Linked DNA regions of Danio rerio: region 2 is linked to region 1. Evidence: chromatin contacts called from public Micro-C data. All regions are on one chromosome and are shown on one strand. Each heading gives the region's core, a stretch centred on a gene start, on an enhancer-like site or on the middle of the called end of the contact. The rest is flanking DNA. Distances are from core to core; before and after follow the strand shown. Region 1 holds the start of patj (PATJ crumbs cell polarity complex component). Region 2 holds the start of nfia (nuclear factor I/A).

Region 1 (4,637 bases), core at 647-3,146:
TGCAAAATTGTGTTGTACGGCGCTGCGAAAAGGGACAGGATTAAACAAGATGATTAGACTTTTTTTTTTTTTTTTAAAGCAAACGATTGGTCCATATTTTAGGAAAATGAATGAATGAGTTTTATAATAATCATTCTTGTTATAGATACAACTCACTACTATTACAAAGCAGGGATAACTTTTTAAGATAACTCAGATTGTGTTCATCTGGAAAAAAAAAAAGAAGATAAACCAAGAATATGACGGTAGTGAGTAAATAATGGAAACCTATGAACAATTCCTTTTAAACAGGTCTGTTGATATTGGTTTGAGCAAAAGGTTAAAATTTGTTAATATATTTACAAATTTTATATATAAATATATTGACATTAGAAAAGCAAATGTTTTCATTCATTTTCAATATCGATTTAAAATAAAGTTAAAACATTAGTAATGTAAAAGGAAATATAACATGTCGGAAAACATGGTATTTTCTTTTGTCATTTTGACAAATTGTCATTTTATGCGCTAAATGACATCGCAATATGTAGTTTTGCAATTAAAAAAATATATATATACACATACAGCGACTGACACTGCTATAAATACTTGCAACACTTAGTTTTACTCACATTCGGCATTGGCGAGTGTTAATTTTAGTCTTTACTCTTAATGTTGTGTAATGTTTTCCTCACTGTATTAAAAATGGTTTCGAATATCAATATTTTTAAGCTACTGTATCAAAGTCGGAAATTCCTGAATCACGACAAAACTACTTAACAGAATTAAAACAAAGAAAAATAGTTTTACTAAAAACACATGCACTGAAAATCTAGAGAAAGTGATCATTTTCAAGTGCTCTCGTAAAAATTTAAATAGCTGTAACAAGTCTGTTAAAGTGTTGTAACAACCAATGTTAGGGAAAGTTACTTTATAGAAAGTAATATATTACAATATTGAGTTACTCCCAAAAAATTTACTTCTTGTGATTACTTAGTTACTTTTTATAGTAAGTAATGCGTTACGGCACATTTTATTACCTGGCTGAGGCTTTTTTTTCTCTTTCTTTTTTAATATAGTGGTGCTGCAATTAGCACAATGTACAACCTTCATTTATTTAAAAACCCATCAAAAAATAATCTTTTAAGATAATGTTATCTGAGAAATTCCTGACCCCAGAGCTCTACATGCCATATATAAAGATTATTTAAAGTTTAAAACAATGTGTTTGCTACTTTTGTACTATTTGCCTTAAGTAAAATCACTGCCCATTGAGACAATCCCCTTTTCCTTTTCTACGATGCGTTCGATATAATGAACACATTCTCTGATTGACTGTGATTCATTGTGAGTACTTTAATTTTAATTCAGCAATTTATTTTTTTAAAGCTAATTAATTAAAGTAATAACAAATTATTATTATTTTTAAAAGGATTTTTTTTTACTTTACTCATTACTTAGAGAAGTATCATTATTAATGCGCTACCCAACACACTGGTAATGATACTGGAATTTTGATACCAATTTGTACTGAAATGTTAAAAACATCCACTTCCCACTAATCAGAGTTATTTCTGTTGAACACAATGCCCAATCTGTAAGATGTAGTGTAAGCATCACCTGGTCTTTGAGCTGCTTGACGGAGTGCTGCAGGGTGAGGATGTGGCTGAACAGAGGGCTCTGCAGGGCTTCTTTCAGTGTGCCGAGTCTGTCGCTGTGAGTCCACTCTTCCCTCTGAACCAGCTTCGACTGCAGCCTTTCCAGAGCCTGGAGCACCTGCTGCCGCTCCGAAGCAGACACTGACAACACACACACCAACAGCAACACATGAGCCATGCAAAAACCCATCAAACACGTCACATTAGTTAAAAAGAAAATCACTTCATTTAACGATACCTGTTGGTACGTTCTCATACATCGTGGTTCTCTTGACAATTTAGTAGGAGGGTTATCTGTGAAAGAGAATAGAAATGGATTTATGAACATTTTTGGGTGGCAATTTGATTATAAATTTAGACAACATCAACGAAAAACGAAATGCCAATATTAATTAGGCTACTAATTTGCTTTGGAAAATAAAGGCTGAATATATATTCAAGTGCAGTGTCAATAACATAATCAATAAGTAACATAGATTTTCAAAATTCAGTTTCTCTTACATTTTATTTTTAGTTCGGACAAATAATAACATATTTGTTTTATTATTATTATCATTAATAACATCAATAATAAACACACTTTTTTATGCAGTCATTATTGTTATTATTATTTGCAATATTGTTGGCTAATATAATTTTTGATTATTAAGTTGCACCAAATACATTCATTCAGACTTAATTTGTTAAAGACCAAGATATACAAACGAAGCATATTTATAATAATAATAATTTTATATACTTAAAATAAGTTATTTACAGTTTTAAAATATTTATGTAGACAAAAATAAAGTAATAAAAAGATTAGAAAAGAGACTAAATATACATAAAACTACAACATGCATATTAATTAAGATGACATGGTAACATTTTTCAGTTTCTGTAATAATTAAAACCCTGAATTGGTAATAACTAGGGAAGCTCCAATTGATCGGCCGAATACCGGTATCGAACGATAATCACATTTAATGACTCAATCGTTACTTATCAATCTGGCCGATTTCATGAACCGATTGCAGATGTTTAAATAGTTTATAATATAACTTCTTGAAATATACTTGCAATAAAGAGCAGTTCATAGGCTTCTTTCCTTTTAGTAAAGAAATAGTGGATTTATAGGTGTGTACTTATGCACCAAATATGCACTCAAATTTTTCCAAATTGCATTATTTGTTATTTTTCTTACCAATTTTTATACCCGTGTCAAATTATTTTCTGTAAAGCTGCATCTGCCCATAACATGTCCACTACACTAATGGCTCGTTTCCACTGACTGCTACAGTATGGTACGGTTTGGGTCGGTATGGGTCACCTTTATCAGGCTTGCATTTCCACTACCAAGGGTACATCATCAATGTTTCCCCCAAAGATTATGATTCATCTTAGTTTTACTACATTTGCGCTGACATCTCATGTTTATAATATGATTAAAAAAAATAATAATAAATAAAAAAAATACAAATAAATAAAAATCCGCAAAGCATTTTATTAATCTTAAAGGTACAGTTTGCCCAAAATTGAACATTTCCTCACCATTTACTCACACTCAAGTGGTTCTAAACTTCTTTCTTCTGTTGAACACAAAACGTTCTGAAAAATGTTTGTAAAAGTGGCCCTTAGAATCCATAGCAATAACAAATATGAATACACAAATAATTAAGATAGCATGATAACATTTTTCAGTATCTGTTATAATTTAAACCCTGAATTGGTAAAAACTGATAAATCATCAATGTTTCCCCCAAAGATCATGATTAAACACAGTTTTACTATATTTACACTGACATCACATTTATAATAATATGATAAAATAAAGTGCAAAGCATTTTATTAATCTTAAAAGGTACAGTGCAGTTTCCTCAACATTTTCTCACATCAGGGGCGGACTGGCCATCTGGCAATTCTGGCAAATGACAGAAGGGCCGGACCATTTTATAAACGGCTATTTTTTTATTTATTTTTTAATACAGTATGTATTGCTTTTTCACATGTAAGCAGCTTTTATCTCTTGCAAGATGTAAATATTATGATGATGATGAGGATAATAGTAAGAATATTAATCAATGTTAAGCATTCGCCCAATCATCAACAACCGGCTGGTTTCGAGATGGGCTGACCCAATCAGAAGTTATGCAGACGTAATCAAAATCTAGCAAGGATGTCAAACACACAGTAAGTGCAACAAATTGATAGAGATGGACCATAAAAAGGGAAAGGCAGTCAAGTCCGATTGGGAGTTGGGTAACCCAGTACTGGGTTGCAGCTTTGAGGGCATCCGCTGTGTAAAACATATGCTGGATAAGTTGGTGGTTCTAAGATAAATAAAGGGACTAAGCCGAAAAAAATGAATGACATGATTGCATATATAAATGGGTTGTTTTTGTTTTAGTCACATACATTAAATGTTTAAATATATCTTAAATATGTTACAGCTTATATAATTTTACCATCTGTACACCAATATAAGTAGTGAATGTGCGTGTCCGTGGGTGGGGCTGTGTTGGTGTGGTAATGTGGGCTGGTGTGGCTACAGTGCCAGGGCTGATTTTTAGTCCCAGTCCGCCCCTGTCTCACATTCAATTGGTTTTAAACTTTCATTGGTTCTTTCTTCTGTTGAACACAATACAAAATGATCTGAATAATGTTTGTAAAAAGCAGCATTTAGAATTCATAGCAATAACAAAAAACACTAAAGAATTCCCTCAGCATTCTCAATATCTTCCTTTGTTTGAGTTTCTTTAACCTGTTAAACACAGTTTTGGAGTAGAGTAAAGTGAGTAAGTAATGACAGACTTCTCATTTTTGGGTGAACTACCCCTTTAAAGTCAATTAACAATTTCCAGAACCGACATGGAAGAGCTTTTATAATATGAAGTAGCAGTTTCTGTTCACGTGAGCAGCCAAAACAAAAGAGAGAACATTCACTTTACTTACCTACAATATTAATGTCCATACACTTCCTCTTAAGGATGAAAACAACACCCAGTCGCCTCTGAATCCTTC
Region 2 (4,637 bases), core at 1,238-3,737, 240 kb after region 1:
GTTGCCTACACAAATATTGATTTTACTGTAAAAACTTTATGCAGATTTATCTCTAGATTAAAGACTAATTGTATGTGCAAATTATTAAAATTTAAGATAATTATGAGCGCTCCTTCTCTCTTTTTTGGGGGGGTCAGAATACGAGCAATTTGCGAAAACGCTCCTGGTGCCAGAACAAACAGCGTGTTTGGAGTGTGTTGGAGTGTCAATATAGGGTCTGGTTAGCATGTCAGGTTTTTCCAGACTCCTAAAGTGTTTCAAGCTGAACCTCGGTGTCCTATAGAAAGAAAGGCCTCAGCAGGGAACAATAGTGCCTCGTGGCCAAGATTTAAAAAAACAAAAGTTTTAAACATGCATATACTGTAAATATAAAAGAAAACGGATGACTAATAAAATGAAAAGCATTCATTTACTAGCAAAAGATATAAATGTTGTTTTCTGAATCAACTAAAAATTAAAAAAAGCTTGCTTTGATTTTAAGATTTAAAAAAAAAACAGTATAAAGTATTTTCTGGCACTCAGATGACTGTTTGAGTACTCAAACATGACACACACACACACACACAGAGAGAGAGAGAGAGAGAGAGAGAGAGAGAGAGACAGAGGGAGAGAGAGAGAGAGAGAGAGAGAGAGAGAGAGGGGGAGAGAGAGCAGAACTCATGCTGCCTTAAAACTGTAATCGAGAGGAAATCAATGGATTTTTGACTTTTTATGAATGTTGCTGTCAAATTACTTTGATTATTACTTAATTTTTGCACTTGTTCTCAATTTTCTCAATCATAATATTTACAAATATTGCTATTTTAAGTGACAAATGTAATTAGAAATACACAACCTCTTATGTAAAGTGTCAGTCAGTGCTTATATGACACATTTACAGCGTTTGGTAAATTATCAAATCCTTCCGTAACAGATCATGCAAGCATTTCTAACAGAAATATGCAAGCTATAAAACAACTTAAAGCAAACTCGCCTAATCAGATCTATAAAAAAGAGCACTTGGAGAACTTTATCAGCTCTTCTTTCTCCATACACATAATTTGTCTCTTTTTTTTCCACAGGAATCCTCTCTAAACAAACTGTAACTAACACGGTAAAAGGAACGTCCCTGCATGCAGCACAATGCTGAGGCCTTCTCCTTTTGTTTTGTGCATTTAATAAAACTCATTTAACCAAACAGTTTAAAATCACATCAAGTCTACACAGCTTTTCCAGAACTGTCACCTCACTTCACCTGCCACCATGATTCAGACAATGAATGGGTTTCTTTTGAAAGCTCCTTTAACCCTCTCGGTTGCTGTCCTAACTTTATTCCGCTTTACTTTTTATTGCACAATAAGCAATAAAAATAAAGCTGCATGCATTTACAAACTTGCATTAAGTGGTCTTCGTTTTTACCAGTAAAATGTTCATTTGAGAATTTTAGCCCTCAGAAGGGTTTTTTTTTTGTACACAGCTGCTACTAAATATCAGAAATGCAGTGACAGTAAGGCTTGCAAAAAATTTAAAAACTGTTCTGATGCGGTGAAAAAAAGTCTCACATATAAGAGATTTTTATTGCCTGCAGCTGGTTCTAACTAAAGTTAATAATGTAAAACTGCACAGCAGCATTGAAACTTCATTCAAAAATAAAAAGCTGCTAAAATATATGAATAGATGCGTTTATAAAATGTTAAAATAAGGTCCTTATTAGGATGAACTAGGGAAACAGATTGATTTCCACCGTAAATACTTTTTTATTTTGAGTTCTGCTGCTTTAAAGAAACTCAAAGTGAACCCACAAATGCAACTTTGTAATCTTTAAACAACCATAAAACAAGTCAATAAGTTTACTCGTATGTTGTAAATCAAACAACAATTAAAAACAATGTTTTAAAAGTGCAACCAAATCCAACGTGCACACCGTTGACTCTGCAAGCTTAGTGCAACGTTTACGTTCACATACAGCGCTATTTAAAGCTTAACTTGCTAAATAAGCACCTCGCTTTCCGTGCAAAAGCACGTAGAAAAAAAAGAAAGAACGACAGAAATGTGCATAAAAACATATATGTACGAGAGGTGGGCGCCATCCGCCATGTGGTAGTTAACTTGGCTCTGTCAACGCAGAAATGCCTTAGTGCACACTAAGTTACTTGTCTTAAGCAAAGGTTAGTCTCTATCCGTGCCGTCCCGGCAAAAGACACCGCTGAAAAGCAACAAACAGAGTTAATAACAGACGAAAATGTCACTTACCTGTGTTAGGCATAGCGGAGAATACATATCTGTCGGTTTTAACTCTTGAATTGGCGATGTATATGTTGTGTGTGCGCGCGTGAGTGTGCGTGTGGGTGAGGGTGTGTGTATGTGTGAATGTATGGGGTGTGTATGTATATGTGTGTGTATGAAAAGAGAAAAAAAGAGAGACAGAGAAGAAGGGAGAGAGGGAAAATAAAGCCTTGCTTCTTGCTTTCACATTTCCAACTCTGCGAAGTGCGCGCGACGCTTCAGCGCTCCATAGAGCTGAACTTTAACCCCGCCTCGAGTTACACACATCTACTGTACTGTACTGTTAAAGCCGTATATCCAAACTTTCGGCATTATCATCAACTGCAGCCTAGAGAAAAGTCCCGACGACGGATGGATGGAAGTACGCGGAGATTTCACAGAGCCATGAGTCAAACTGGTGGTGGTGAACCCGCCGGGAAGAGCGATTATTTCATCTTGCGGTCATTTGAATAGAAAAAGAACAAAAAGGATAAGCAAAAAGTCGTCCGGATGCGTTAGAAAAGTCGCGTTTGATTCATTCTTCGCTGTCTCTTATTGCGCCGCGTCGCGCGCTCGCTTGCATCCGCCGTGAGGCATGTGGCGGTGCGAAGCAAAACTGAGGCGGATTTACGAGCAGCGAGGAGGGCTCGGCATGCTTAGGAAGATTGTAATATCCTTAAAACCCCCTGTTGCAAAAGCTGCCACTTGTGTCGCGGTTAGTTTCGACCTGAGAGAGAGAGAACGAGAGAGAAAGAGAGAGAGAGGGAGGAAAAAAGTGAAGCGCACGATTCGAGTCCGCTGAGACGAAGCTCCCGTTCACTTTTGCCGTCCAAACTCTTGGGCTCTTCCATCAGCACAGCGCCCTCAATATCGGCACGAGAGCCACACACATGCGGGACAGGGGAAATATGCACTCCCAATGCCGCTGCACTTCGTATTCATGAAGTGCTGTAATGCACAAAGAGTGCGTTTGATTTACGCACACACTTTTCATGCGCTTTATTATAGACTAATAACTGAATGTGGACTTTTAGGAAAGAAACGTTTAAAAAACAAGTCAAACTATATAAAATCACTCCAAACCAGCAATGCATTTAATGCAAAATGCGTGTTAGCATATAACGTATAAAAGTTGTCAAATAATAACCCTTCCACTCGTTTAATAAATACTGATGTGATTGCATATCATAAAAACACTGATTGATGCATATCTTTAAATACACGTTGGATTTCAAGCAGTCAAATCAGTATCTGGATTTATCCGAGCTTTAGATACAAAGCAACACAAACAACGTACTCACTTCATTTCGAATGTGACCAAAGTAACTTTAGAGAATAATATTTTTCATAACTGTATATGGCTCACTAGAGGAATCATTTAAAAAGAGTCAACAGTTCATAGAGTCGAACAGAATGAAGTTGATTCACTAAACAGAATCGACTCAAGAGTCATTCACTCGAAATCGCGCTCTATGTATTTATTCTGTTTATTCTGCAATAGTGATTTTGAATTGCTTATCTACTTAAAAGAAGACCACAAAGTAGCTCCCCTGTGCACATATAACATGCACTAAACCAATTGAGATAACATTTTATTAAAAAAATAAATAAACAGTAAATGATGCGTATATGCAAACAGCTTATATGTCAGCAAATAAACAGTTTACTAGTAACTAATTTAAAGTCCCACGTGTAAATGAATCATTCGTTCGGGAGTCGAACAAGTCTGGTCGTGCTGAATGAAGTTGATTCAATAAAAAGAATCGACTCAAAAGAGTCATTCACTTGTGAATCATACTGTTCGCAATGTTAGCCTAATGTATTGATTGTGCAATGTGACCAAACCGGTTGCGTAATGTTTATGGTTCAGTAAAAATAAAATGTGCGCAACAACAAATGTCATAACGTCCAAACTGTTGTTTCCATTATTAACACAACAATAAATTAATTTAGCATAGGCCTACTCAAAGGCCAAATCTATATCAAGAATATCATATGCAATATTTAAACATGAACGTGATCAAAACTGTTTTATGTTCTTTTAAGTATATTGTTGCAACCACCAATGTGTTATCATATTACACGTTTGACCCGTCTGGAATGTGCGACTGGTGTGTTCCTTAAGAGCATATGCCTATTAATATTTTATATTACATTTCAGGGCCAATGGTAGCTACATGTTACACGCACAAAATAAAAATCATCTGTTTGTATATCAGAAATCCACCCCATCTGAATACCTTGATTTAATAAAAACCAGGTATGGACACTAATGGATGTAAAAGCTTCTGTCAATGAAATGTTATGTTTCTACTCACGTGTACCGAACGTGCAAACATCATTAATAAGCAAACCTAGTGCTGTAATTAGTTTGGTTGGCACTCATCTGCGTT

Evidence for each region. A called contact is a pair of places that touch in the nucleus more often than the background predicts.
Region 2: a contact with region 1 is called in a Micro-C map of caudal fin, with 3 times the contacts expected there. The contact joins the promoter of nfia here to the promoter of patj in region 1. A contact is called at or near these places in 1 of 18 Hi-C or Micro-C datasets (caudal fin) and 2 of 4 datasets of contacts at active chromatin or transcription factors (embryo and gastrula embryo).

Annotation. Positions count from the first base shown.
Region 1 is chr22:16,449,224-16,453,860 of GRCz12tu, forward strand. It overlaps patj (PATJ crumbs cell polarity complex component), which reads right to left and starts at 1,897. Exons shown (of 44, transcript NM_001127185.1): 1 at 1,876-1,897; 2 at 1,600-1,778. The coding sequence starts at 1,897.
Region 2 is chr22:16,684,408-16,689,044 of GRCz12tu, forward strand. It overlaps nfia (nuclear factor I/A), which reads right to left and starts at 2,488. Exons shown (of 11, transcript NM_001079962.1): 1 at 2,233-2,488. The coding sequence starts at 2,259.